2 separate regions of the Sus scrofa genome follow, and region 2 is linked to region 1. A link is a contact called in public promoter capture Hi-C data. All regions are on one chromosome and are shown on one strand. The core of a region is the stretch at or near the end of the contact, and the rest is flanking DNA. Distances in the headings are between cores, read along the strand shown.

Region 1 (5,080 bases), core at 122-2,621:
CTCTGTAGTGACCTGAGCTGCTGTGGTTGGAGTCTTAACCCACTGCACCCCAGCGGGGACGCCTCTTTTTTTTTTCTTTAATAAGCATTTTATTTTGGAATAATTTCAGATTTCTAGCAAAATTGCAGGAACAGTAAGAAAATTCACAATATCCTTCACCCAGTTTCCCCTTATGTTCACAGCATTTGCATAACCGCAGTGCATTTGTCGAAACTAACACTTGGTACAATACCGATATCTAATTTCAGATTTGTTTTGGATTTTGTAACTTTTTCCACTAATTTTTTTTCTCGTTCCAGGATCTAATCCAAGATCCCACATTACACTTAGTGCATTGTTTTTGTTAGATTAACACGGAGGTTGCCCTGTAGGGTCGTGGTGGTTGGGAAAAGAATGTGGATTTGGGGGAGTAGCCAGAACGAAGTCCTTCGGTGTGGCCTGTGTGGCACCCGGGGTGGGTCATCGGGGGACACTTGGCCTCCCTGACCCCAGCTGGGTGCCGCGAAGTGCCTTCCACTGCCTCAGCTCCACCCGTGCAGAGCACAGATGTTTGTTGGCAGGTTTTAATCATTGGCTGGCCAAGTGCTGGCGCAGGTCCGTGGAGAGACTGCATTTCCCTTTCTGCAAAAGCCATTTTCAGCAACGCTGTAGCTTGTGTGTAAGCTTCTGGAAGGTTCAGCTCCAGGTGCCCCCAGGGCAGGGAGTGGGAGGGGTGCTGGGCGCCCAGCACCTGGCACTCCACACCCTTCTACTGGTTTCCCAGTTTGTCCTGCGTGAGTCTGGGGTGGGTGACTGGTGGCTCTGCCCATCCCCTCCTGCCCCTTGTCCCTGGAGCTGGAAGGGCGCTGGGCGTGGAGAGCAGTGGCGGCGAAGAGAAAGAGCAGGTGAACTTGGAGCCCGGGGCAAGGGTCCAGGGCTGCTCAGACCCTGAGTCTCCCTGAGGCCAACGGGGCGCCCTCGCCCTCCCCACCTGCTACAGAATTCAGGCTCTGTGTCCAGACTGCAGCTGGGGTGAGGGAAGAATGTGGAGGCCCCTAGCCTCGGGGTTGATTTCAGGCAGGGCTTTCCTAGTCAGCAAACTGATTTCTCAGAGCCTCTGTTTCAGCATTGTTAAGATGGGCCACAATTCCGGAGACCTGGGGGGCCTCCAGCGCGGGGCCTGGCTGGCCTGGGCGCTGCCTTCTGTTTCCCCTTCTCCATCAGCTGATCCCCACCTCCCTTTCTGCCTCATCCCCCCATCTCCCTCCACATTCAAGGGGTCCCACACTGGCCCCGCTGCTTGGCCAGGCTGTCCCCTCTGGCCGGTCCTCTCTCTGACACCAGCTTTCAAGTCCTGGCTTGAACGCCACTTCGCAAGCGCCAGCTCACCCTCTGTGTGATTCTGTGGTCCCCTCCCTGTCAGTCTTCCGTGGCCCCATCACTTCCTGCCCCGTTTTATGGACACCTGTGATGGGACTGTATCTTCCACCGGGACCTGCTGTAGTACCACTCACATCCTGGACTCATCAGCACCCAGTACAGTGCCTGGCACACCGTAGGTGCTCATTAAATGCTTATTGCTTAGAATTGAGGTGAGCTACGTCTTTGGAAGCCTCGAGTTCTCAAAGAACAGCTCTGGCCCTGCCCTTGGGAGGAAGCCTCCAGCTGAGAGGGTCCCCAGGTCTCCGGTTGGTGCTCCAGAGCAGGGATGCCCAGGGTAGGGCTCTGCCCAGCACCTGACAGCCACCCCACCCTCCGGTGGTTCTGCCAGACCGCATGCTCCGCCTTCTGCAAACGGCCGCGGGGGCAGCAGCTTGGGTAAGTTCCCCTTCCGCTTCCTCCTGCCTCCTGTCCCGCTGCTGCTGCTGCTCCTCGCTCAGGGCCCCCCTCCAGGCTCTCCACAGCCCCGGTGCCTGCAGAAGCGCTCCGCGCCCCCAGCTGTCACCACCACCGCCTCCCAGGCCTCAGACGCCATGCAGGCCATCAAGTGTGTGGTGGTGGGAGATGGGTAGGTACCTGGTGGGACTTGCTCCCAGCTCCCTCCTGGGGGAGCCCTGAGGCCCTCCCCCTCCCCACGCCCCTGGGAGGCGGCTTCCCCTGCCCTGCAGATCCAGGGTCCCTGGGAGGCAGCTGGAGGAACCACTCCCTTTTTCTCCCAGGGCCCAGAGGGAACCTCAGGACAGTGAGCTTCACCCTCGCTGCCCACCTCACCCCGGAAGCTGCCTGGGTTGAGGGTACAGGACTGAACTCGGGTGTGCCCGGGGCCCCTCACCTGCACCCCGAGACCTGGGGCAGGTCTCCCATGCACCCTCAGTCTTAACTGTGGATGCCGGCAGGGGGTGGTCCCCAGGCTGGCTTGGGCTCTAGTCACTGGCTTGCACTGCTGTGTGGCCTTGGGTGAGTCACAATGCCTCTCTGAACAGCTCTGTTGTCTGCAAAGAGGCCCTTGATGCCAGGTCACTTGGGATGTTCTGAGTGTTGGTCCTGTGCCTATACGCTCAGTCAAGAGCGCCTCTCACCCCCAGGCCTGCCTGGCTGGGGAGGGTGTGGGTGGATGTGGGGGAGGAGGTGGGGGGAGGGGTGAGAGAGGCCCCGCTGGGAAGGAGGAGAGAAGGGTGGCGGGTGAGCTGATCAATGCGGGCCAGGCTCCGCTGAGGGGGCTCCTCGGCTGTCAGATCTCAGGGACCTCAGATTGTCACATCCTCAGTGTCCTCCCCTGCACATGACAGGTTCAAAATGCCAGTCTCTCTTGCCTGCCCGCTCCGTTGTCTTAGCGTTCTGCCCAGAGGCACCTCCTGGGGTGGGTTTTCTGTAGCTCCATCCACACACATTCTGGCATGTTCTAGCTGGATGGGCCTCCCCTCCAAGCCTCCCATCCTACAGAGGGGCAGCCTGAGGCTTTGAGAGGCTCGATCGGCCTGGCCTGGGGTGGGCGGGTGTATCCGGCAGCCCTCCGCTGATGGTGATGCACCCGCTGCCGTTATCTGCCTGCCGGTGCAGCTCTGCTCACTTCTGCTTTGCATCTGATATGAGGAGGGGAGGGCGGAAGCCAAGGGCATCGTTCCAGTCGCTCAAAGTTACCTTGGCGGCAGGACGGGGGGAGGGGGTGGGGAGAAGAGGGCGGTCAGCCCCCTCGGAGCAGGAAGTGATGAAACCAAGCAGAGCAAGGGAAGAACCAGCGTTACCTGTGTCGTCCCCCCCCCCCCGTGTCCGCCCCCTCCCAGCCCAGCAGGTGGAGGACAATGACAGTTCCAATAATGGCCACCTCTACCAACTATGAAAGGCCTGGGCTTAGTCTCACCCCTCTCTTTTATCCTGCTGCCAATCCTAATATTAGGCCCATTTTACAGATGGGAAAACTGAAGCTCAAAGAAGTTAGGTACTTTGCTCAAAGCCTCAAGGGATTGGATCCCTGGTTTTTGATTCCTAAACTCCAGGCTCTTGACTGTCTGGCCCTCTGGTGGTGGGGGGGCGCAGGGGAGGGTGCACTTTGGCCGGCATTTGCTGGGCCAGGACTGTGCTCAGTTCTTTCACTGGCTTCGTCTAATTTCTCTCTGAGTCCATCCCATGGGGATGTTGGCTTCTCCCTATTTTCTGGAGGGGGAAACAGGCACAGGGAAGTTAAGTGACTTGCCTAAGATTGTGCCACTGGTGGGTGGGTGATGGAGCCGGGGATCTGAACCCCAGAGGAGAGATGGCAGAACTCGTGGGAGGTGGGGGGTGGGGGGTGGAGGTGGGGGTGCTGAGGCCTTGTCCATTTCAGCCGGCCTCCTGGGCACCTCTGGTCCTTCACCCTCGGTCCTACGTCAATGTCACCTAGGGAAAGCTGGTAAAACACAGATTCCCAGACCACCCCGCACCCAAGATCCAGAACCTCTGGGGTAGGACTCCAAAGTCTGCCCTTGAACAAACACCCCAGCTGACTCTTAGGCCTCATGGTGGGAGACGACTGATGCGGGGATTCTCAGATGGGGACATGGAGGGCTGGGCCAGGGGACCAGGCAGGAGCTGAGAAACCTCCCCAGGTCCCAGGCAGGGCACATGACCGCTGTCTTCTGGAACTTCCTGTCTTTCAGAGCCGTGGGCAAGACCTGCCTTCTCATCAGCTACACCACCAACGCCTTCCCGGGAGAGTACATCCCCACTGTGTGAGTTCTATGCGTGGGCGGGGCGCTCGGAGGATGGGGAGACACGCATCGCCAAGCCCACCCCCCCTTTCAGGCATTTCTTGTGTGTGTGTGTGTGTGTGTGTGTGTGTGTGTGTGCGCGCGCGCGCTGGGGGGTCACGTCGCAGCCCATCTCTGCCTGGCAGAGCTGCCCTATGATCCATCCAGTGGGGAGGTGGCAACCAGCGCCAGGAGGAGTTGCACCGAGGACTCCCAGGAGGGAGCGGTGGGGAGGGGTAGAAGGGGGCTAGGGGGCAGGTGGCCTTCAGGAGGGCCTGGAGGAAAGAGGAGCTGCAGAGGGCTGGTTTGAGCGAAAGCGAGTCGGAAGAGGGGCTGGGAGGGAGGAGTGGAGGGGAAGGGGCGGGGTGGGGGAGGAGGAGGGCCCCCTACTAGGGACCGACCTGGGTCGCCTGTGTGTGGTGGGGAGAGTGCAGCGCCACCTGAAGGCCAATCGGAGGCATGCCCTCGTGTTGGATGGGGAGGCAGGGGTCACTTGAGTCTGTGGGGAGAGGGAAGGGTGGACAGGAAGCAGAGACCGCCCCCCCCCCCCATGCCCAGGGCCCCATCCCTCATCCAGCTCTGCCGCGTGGCATCAGGGCTCTGCGTGGCCTTCTTCAACCCTCCCTCTGGCTTCACAGCCCAGGACTTGGCTTCATGTCCTGTCTGCCTCCCACCGCCCGGTCACCAAACACTCCCTGGGCGTTTCCACCTCGGGGCCCTTGCTCCAGCCCTTCCCTCTGCCTGGAGTGTGTTTCCTTCCCACGGCCACATGGCTAAGACCTCCAGGCCGGCTCCAGTGCCCCCTCCTCCAGGAAGCCCCTCTGATGTAGCCTGAAAGGGTCTCTCACTCCCCAGAGTAACTTCATCTGATCTTTCCCATGACCATGAGCCTGTGAAGGGCAGGGGGGCACCTCCAGTTCTTTTTGGGTCTCCCA
Region 2 (5,357 bases), core at 1,191-3,690, 110 kb after region 1:
GACATTCCACTGGCCTCAGCCAGTGGAAATACAACCCTGCTCTCTGCCTTCGCCTGCGTATGGCATTCTCCAGGTGTGGGTCTGTTTCCAAATTCCCCCTCTTGTTTTCTTTTTTTTTCTTTTTAAGGCCACACCCGCAGCACACAGAAGTGCCCAGGCTAGGGGGTCGAATTCAAGCTGCCGCTGCAGGCCAAACCACAGCCACAGCAACACTAGATCCGAGCCGCATCTGTGACCTACACGGCAGCTTGTAAACAACAGATCCTTAACCCACTGAGCGAGGCCAGGGATAGAACCTGCCTCCTCATGGAGACTATGCAGGGTTGCCAAACCCTCTGCGCCATAATGGGAATTTCAAATTCCCCTTTTTATAAGGACATCCGTCATATGGGATGAGAGGCCCACCCTGATCCTCTGGGACCTCATCTTAACTAATTACCTCTGTGACAACCTTATTTGTAAAGCAGGTCACTTCCAGAGGGACGGGCGGTTAGAATTTCCACAGGAGAACTGGGGGATGGCTTCTTGTCCCTGGAAACCAAGGGGACCCAGTGTTAGTGTGACATGCAGAATCCCAGGGAGGAGCAAGGCCTCTGTCCCCTGTTTGTGTCCTTCTGTCTCCGTGCATGCGGCCCCCACCCTGGCTCTCTGAGCACTGGGGAGCTGGCACCCTCGCCCCCGTTTTCAAACACCCCCTTAGACTTTTGCCGCCCCTCCATGCCAGTCCCTCCCCCATGGCTGTGACGAATCAATGGCTGGGTGGCTGACAAGGACAGAGGACATGATTACACAAGATCTTCTGCTTTTCTTTTTTCTTTTTTTCCATTACAGCTGATTTACAGCGTTCTGTCAATTTTCGGCTGCACAGCGAGGTGACCCAGTGACACATACATGTATACATTCTTGTTTCTCACATTATCCTGCTCCATCGCAAGTGACCAGACATAGCTCCCAGTGCTTTCAAAGACTGTCCAGCTACCAGCCTGCCTGGTCTGGGGGCCCGGGCCGCTTAGGAGGGGTGTAGAGGCAGGGGTTGGGGTGTCTGCTGGCCCCTGCATGGCATCCCTGCTTGCATCCTGAGCAGCCCTCCTTGAGCAGGCGAGCAGGGCCAAGGGCTGGGAGGAGGGTGGTGGGAAACCTCCCTGGGCCGGGGGACATGGAGAGGGGGGCAAAGATGGGGTCCTGGGTTCCAGGTCAAGGTTGGGCCCGTGGCAGGGCTGAGGAACAGGAGAAATGAAGGCAGCTGTGCCCCATTCAGAATCCCTGTGTGCCCCCTGCCCAAGCCCGAGCCCAGCCCTCCCCCTACTGGCAGTAACCTTTCGTCTGGACATACCCAGGAACCCCAGGCTTTGGAGCCCGGTCACATCAAGCCCACTATCCTGCCGCAGCCTCGATCGCTACAACACTTGCAATTCCATGTTTTGTAGTCACATTAAAAAGTGAGGGGTTCTCGCTGTGGCGCAATGGGATGGATGGACGCGCTGGGACACGGGTTCGATCCCTGGCTGCGCACAGCGGGTTAAGGATCCAGCGTTGCCCCAGCTGCAGCTTAGGTTGCAAGTCTGGCTCAGATCTGAACCCCGGCCTAGGAACTCTGTGTTCCACAGGGAGGCCAAAAAAAAAAAACAAAAAAATAAAAAAGTAAAAATAAGCAGGTGAAATAAATTTTAGTAATATATTTTATTAACCCACTCAAACCAATGTGTTCATTCAACATGTAATCGACATAAAAGATTCTTACTGGGCCACCAAAACGGACACCACAGCTCTCCAGACCCCAGTAGCAATGCAGATAATCCCAGCTCTGGGTGTTCCTTTCATGGCTCAGCGGCTAACGAACCCGACCAGGATCCATGAGGATGTGGGCACAATCCGTGGCTTCAATCCGTGGGTTAAGGATCTGGCATTGCCATGAGCTGCGGTGTAGGTGGCCGACACGTCTCGGATTCCACGTTGCTGTGGCTGTGGCGGAGCTGGCAGCTGCAGCTCCAATTCGACCCCTCGCCTGGGAACCTCCATATGCCGTGGGTGTGGCCCTAAAAAGCAAATCATCATAATCAGGATAATAATTTCCAGCTAAACAGCATCCACTCTCGCGGCCCCCTCCCCGCTTTCTCCCTTTCTGTCCCCAGAGCGTGTGGGCTCAGCCTCCTCTTCTCTTTTGGGACCCCTGGCTTCTCTGATCGCACCTGTCCAGGTAAAGAGACCCATGTGAGCCCCTGCCCGCATGGCACAGGCCCCTGCACAACTCCAAGTCCCCAGCCACCCCCACCTCATGCTCTAGGGGACCAGGGGCTGTAACCAGGCAGGAATGTGACTAGGCAACGGGTCTCAGGGGAGAGCTCAGATCTCCCGCACCTGCCTGCCAGCCTCAGGGGTGCCCACGGGGCGGGGCGGGGCGGGACAGGCACTGCCTGTCTCTGGTCACTGGCCTGTTTACCTGTGCTCAGTCACAGGGCTGTCCCCAACCCAGCAGGAGGCCCATGGAGCCTGGGGCCACAGGCCACAGGGGACAAGGGCCAGACACCTCGGCCATGGCTGTGAGCCATTGATCGGGCCCAGGCTGGCTGGGTGGGGGTGGGGAGACTTTGGCCTGGACAAACAGAAGCTCTGAGGCCTGCGTGCAGGCCCGGCACCCACCTGCCACTCCTAAAGGTAAGTGGGGACCTCCAGGACAGGGGACCAGGATCTGTGAATGACCTGGTGGCAGTGTCCACCCCAAGAGGCAGGCCTGGTTTCCTGGGGCTTGAGCCCACTGCTGTGCTCTGAGGCCTGGTCTGCTGGGCCTCAGCAGCCAGAGAGTGACCGGGTGAGCAGAAGGTGAGGGGTCTGTAGAGCTGGGGTCGGAGTTCAGGTATAGGGACTGGAACAGGGGAACAGAGGGGCTGCAGGTTCTGAGTGCTGGGAGGCCTGGGGCTCAGCTGGGGATGGTGGACTCCGTGGCAGGAACGGGGCAAGGGAGAGGCCTGATTTGCCAGGCTGAGTACCGACCCTCATTTTGCAGGGCCAGACAAGCTGTCCCCTCCAGGCCCCACTGGAGCTTCTGGTACAGGAAACAGGCCCAGAGCCCCCCCATTGTGCTAATTAGGGGACAGGCTCAGAGTTGAAAGTGGCTCTGTGTGTGTGTGTGTGTGTGTGTGTGTGTTCATTCAAGCACACGCACGCATGCAAGCTTGCATCAGGACTGTGTGTCACAGGCTTCAGTGTGTTTCTGTGTGTGCACATCCATATGTGAGTTTATGAGTGTGTCTGTGTAAGAAGGGATTTGGCCCACTCCCCGCACCATCGCAGTCAAAGCAGCTCAGAGTGGGGACTGACTGACCGTGAGGCCCAAATGGCCTCAGTGGAAAGTCCCAGATCAGAATCCCAGCTCCGCCCGCTCTGCTCTGCCTTCCCTGGGCTCAGTGACCTCGGGTAGGTCATTTTCTCTCTCTGGACCTCAGTTTCCCCAACCATCAGGTAGAGAGAGCAAGGCAAACATCCCAGCTGGCTGGAGGCTGAGACAGCCTCTGGTCGTGGCAGCGTCCAGCCCAGGCTGGCCCGCAGGAGGAGGAACCGCCCAGCCCCAGAGAGCTCAGCCTCCAGCAGGCAGACTGTGGACCCGCCAATGCAGGAGGGAGGGAGAAGCAGGTGCCAGGCTGGGGTTCCGTTTCTCAGATCAGAGGCGAAGCCTCAGGCCCCTGCGGCAATTGGAGTCTACCCAGTCCCTCCCTCCAGGGGCTCACCCTTCAGGGGGACAGAGAGAATGTCCCCAAGGGGAACAGCATACTGATCGAGGTGGCCCAGGACTCTTCAGAGGAGCAGCCACCCCTCCAGGAGCCTTCTGGGAGGGCTGCCGGGAGGAGGTGAGAGCTGAGCTGGGATGCAAGGGAGCCAATTAGGAGGTGGGCTGCTCAGGAAGAAGGAAGAAAGCCAGGTGGTGAGCAAGAGTTTTCAGGGTTCAAGTAGCAAAACGTGATGCCCTTCACCCAGAGCTGGCTCGGAGCCCCAGATCTGCAAGATGCTTCTACCCTCCTCGCTATTCGCATTGATCACCGAGAAGTCCAGTGTCACTGGGTGCAGCAAGGGAAAAGAGGGAGACAGGAGGAGGGAGCCAGGGGATGCTGCTAGGCTGCATGGGCACCCAGCACCCTGGCTGAGCTGGAAGGAATCCCAATCTGCTCTCGGAGCAGGGCACGCGGGAAAACGGAACAAGGCCCTGCTCTGGGGCAGCTCGCGGCTGGGGAGCAGCCAGACCAAGGACACAGAAGCATGCTGTGTAATTCTGGTCTTGAGAAGAGCTATAAAGAAAAATGCAGGAATTCCCGTTGTGGCTCAGTGGGTTAAGAACCCAACAAGTATCCCTGAGGATGTGGGTTCGATCCCTGGCCTAGCTCAGTGGGTTAAGGATCCAGCGTTGCTGTGACTGTGGGGTAGGTTGGCAACTGCAGCTCCTTCTGATTCAACCCCTAGCCTGGGAATTTCCATATGCCGAGGTACAGCCCTTAAAGAAAGTAAGAGAGAGAGAAAGAAAGAAAAAGAAGGAAAGAAGGAAAGAAAGAAGGAAAGAAAGAAAGAAAGAAAGAAAGAAAAACAGAAAGAAAGACAGAAAGAAAGACAGAAAGACAGACAGAAAGACAGAAAGAAAAGAGGAGCTCCCGTCGTGGCACAGTGGTTAATGAATCCATCAGGGACCATGAGGTTGCAGGTTTGATCCCTGGCCTTGCTCAGTGGGTTAAGGATCTGGCATTGCCGTGAGCTGTGGTGTAGGTCGCAGACGTGGCTCGGATCCTGCGTTGCTGTGGCTCTGGCGTAGGCTGGCGGCTGCAGCTCCTGATTAGACCCCTAGCCTGGGAACCTCCATATGCCATGGGAGCAGCCCTAGGAAAGGCAAAAAGACAAAAAAAAAAAAAAAAAAAAAAAAAAAAAAAGAATAGAAAGAAAGAAAGACAAAGAGAGAGAGAAGGAAGAAAGTTAGTTCCCATTGTGGTGCAGCGGAAACGAATCCGACTAGGAACCATGAGGTTGTAGGTTCGATCCCTGGCCTCGCTCAGTGGGATAAGGATCTGGCATTGCTGTGGCTGTGGTGTAGACTGGAGGCTACAGTTCCAATTTGACCCCTAGCCTGGGAACCTCCATATGATGCAGATGTAGCCCTAAAAAGCAAAAAGGAAAGAAAGGGAGAAAGACAGGAAGAAAAAGAAAAGATGCAGCAGAGAGAGAGCAGTGGTCAGAGAAGGCCTTGCTGAAGTAACATTTGAGCAAAGGCTTGAAGCAGAGAGAGGAGCAGGTCATGAGGCAAGACTGGAGGAAAAGCATTCCAGAAGGAACAGCTAGCGCAAAGGCCCTGAGGTGGCCTGTACTTGATGTGCTGAAGG

The links. Promoter capture Hi-C pulls out the DNA fragments that hold promoters and counts their contacts.
Region 2: a promoter capture Hi-C map of liver shows a contact between it and region 1, with 2.8 times the contacts expected there. The contact joins the promoter of TMPRSS6 here to the promoter of RAC2 in region 1. A contact is called at or near these places in 1 of 5 promoter capture datasets (liver) and 3 of 47 Hi-C or Micro-C datasets (all in liver).

The regions. Positions count from the first base shown.
Region 1 is chr5:10,552,615-10,557,694 of Sscrofa11.1, forward strand. It overlaps RAC2 (ras-related C3 botulinum toxin substrate 2), which reads left to right and starts at 1,372. Exons shown (of 7, transcript XM_013997536.2): 1 at 1,372-1,797; 2 at 4,056-4,127. The coding sequence starts at 1,688.
Region 2 is chr5:10,661,051-10,666,407 of Sscrofa11.1, forward strand. It overlaps TMPRSS6 (transmembrane protease serine 6), which reads left to right and starts at 2,441. Exons shown (of 17, transcript XM_021091527.1): 1 at 2,441-2,655.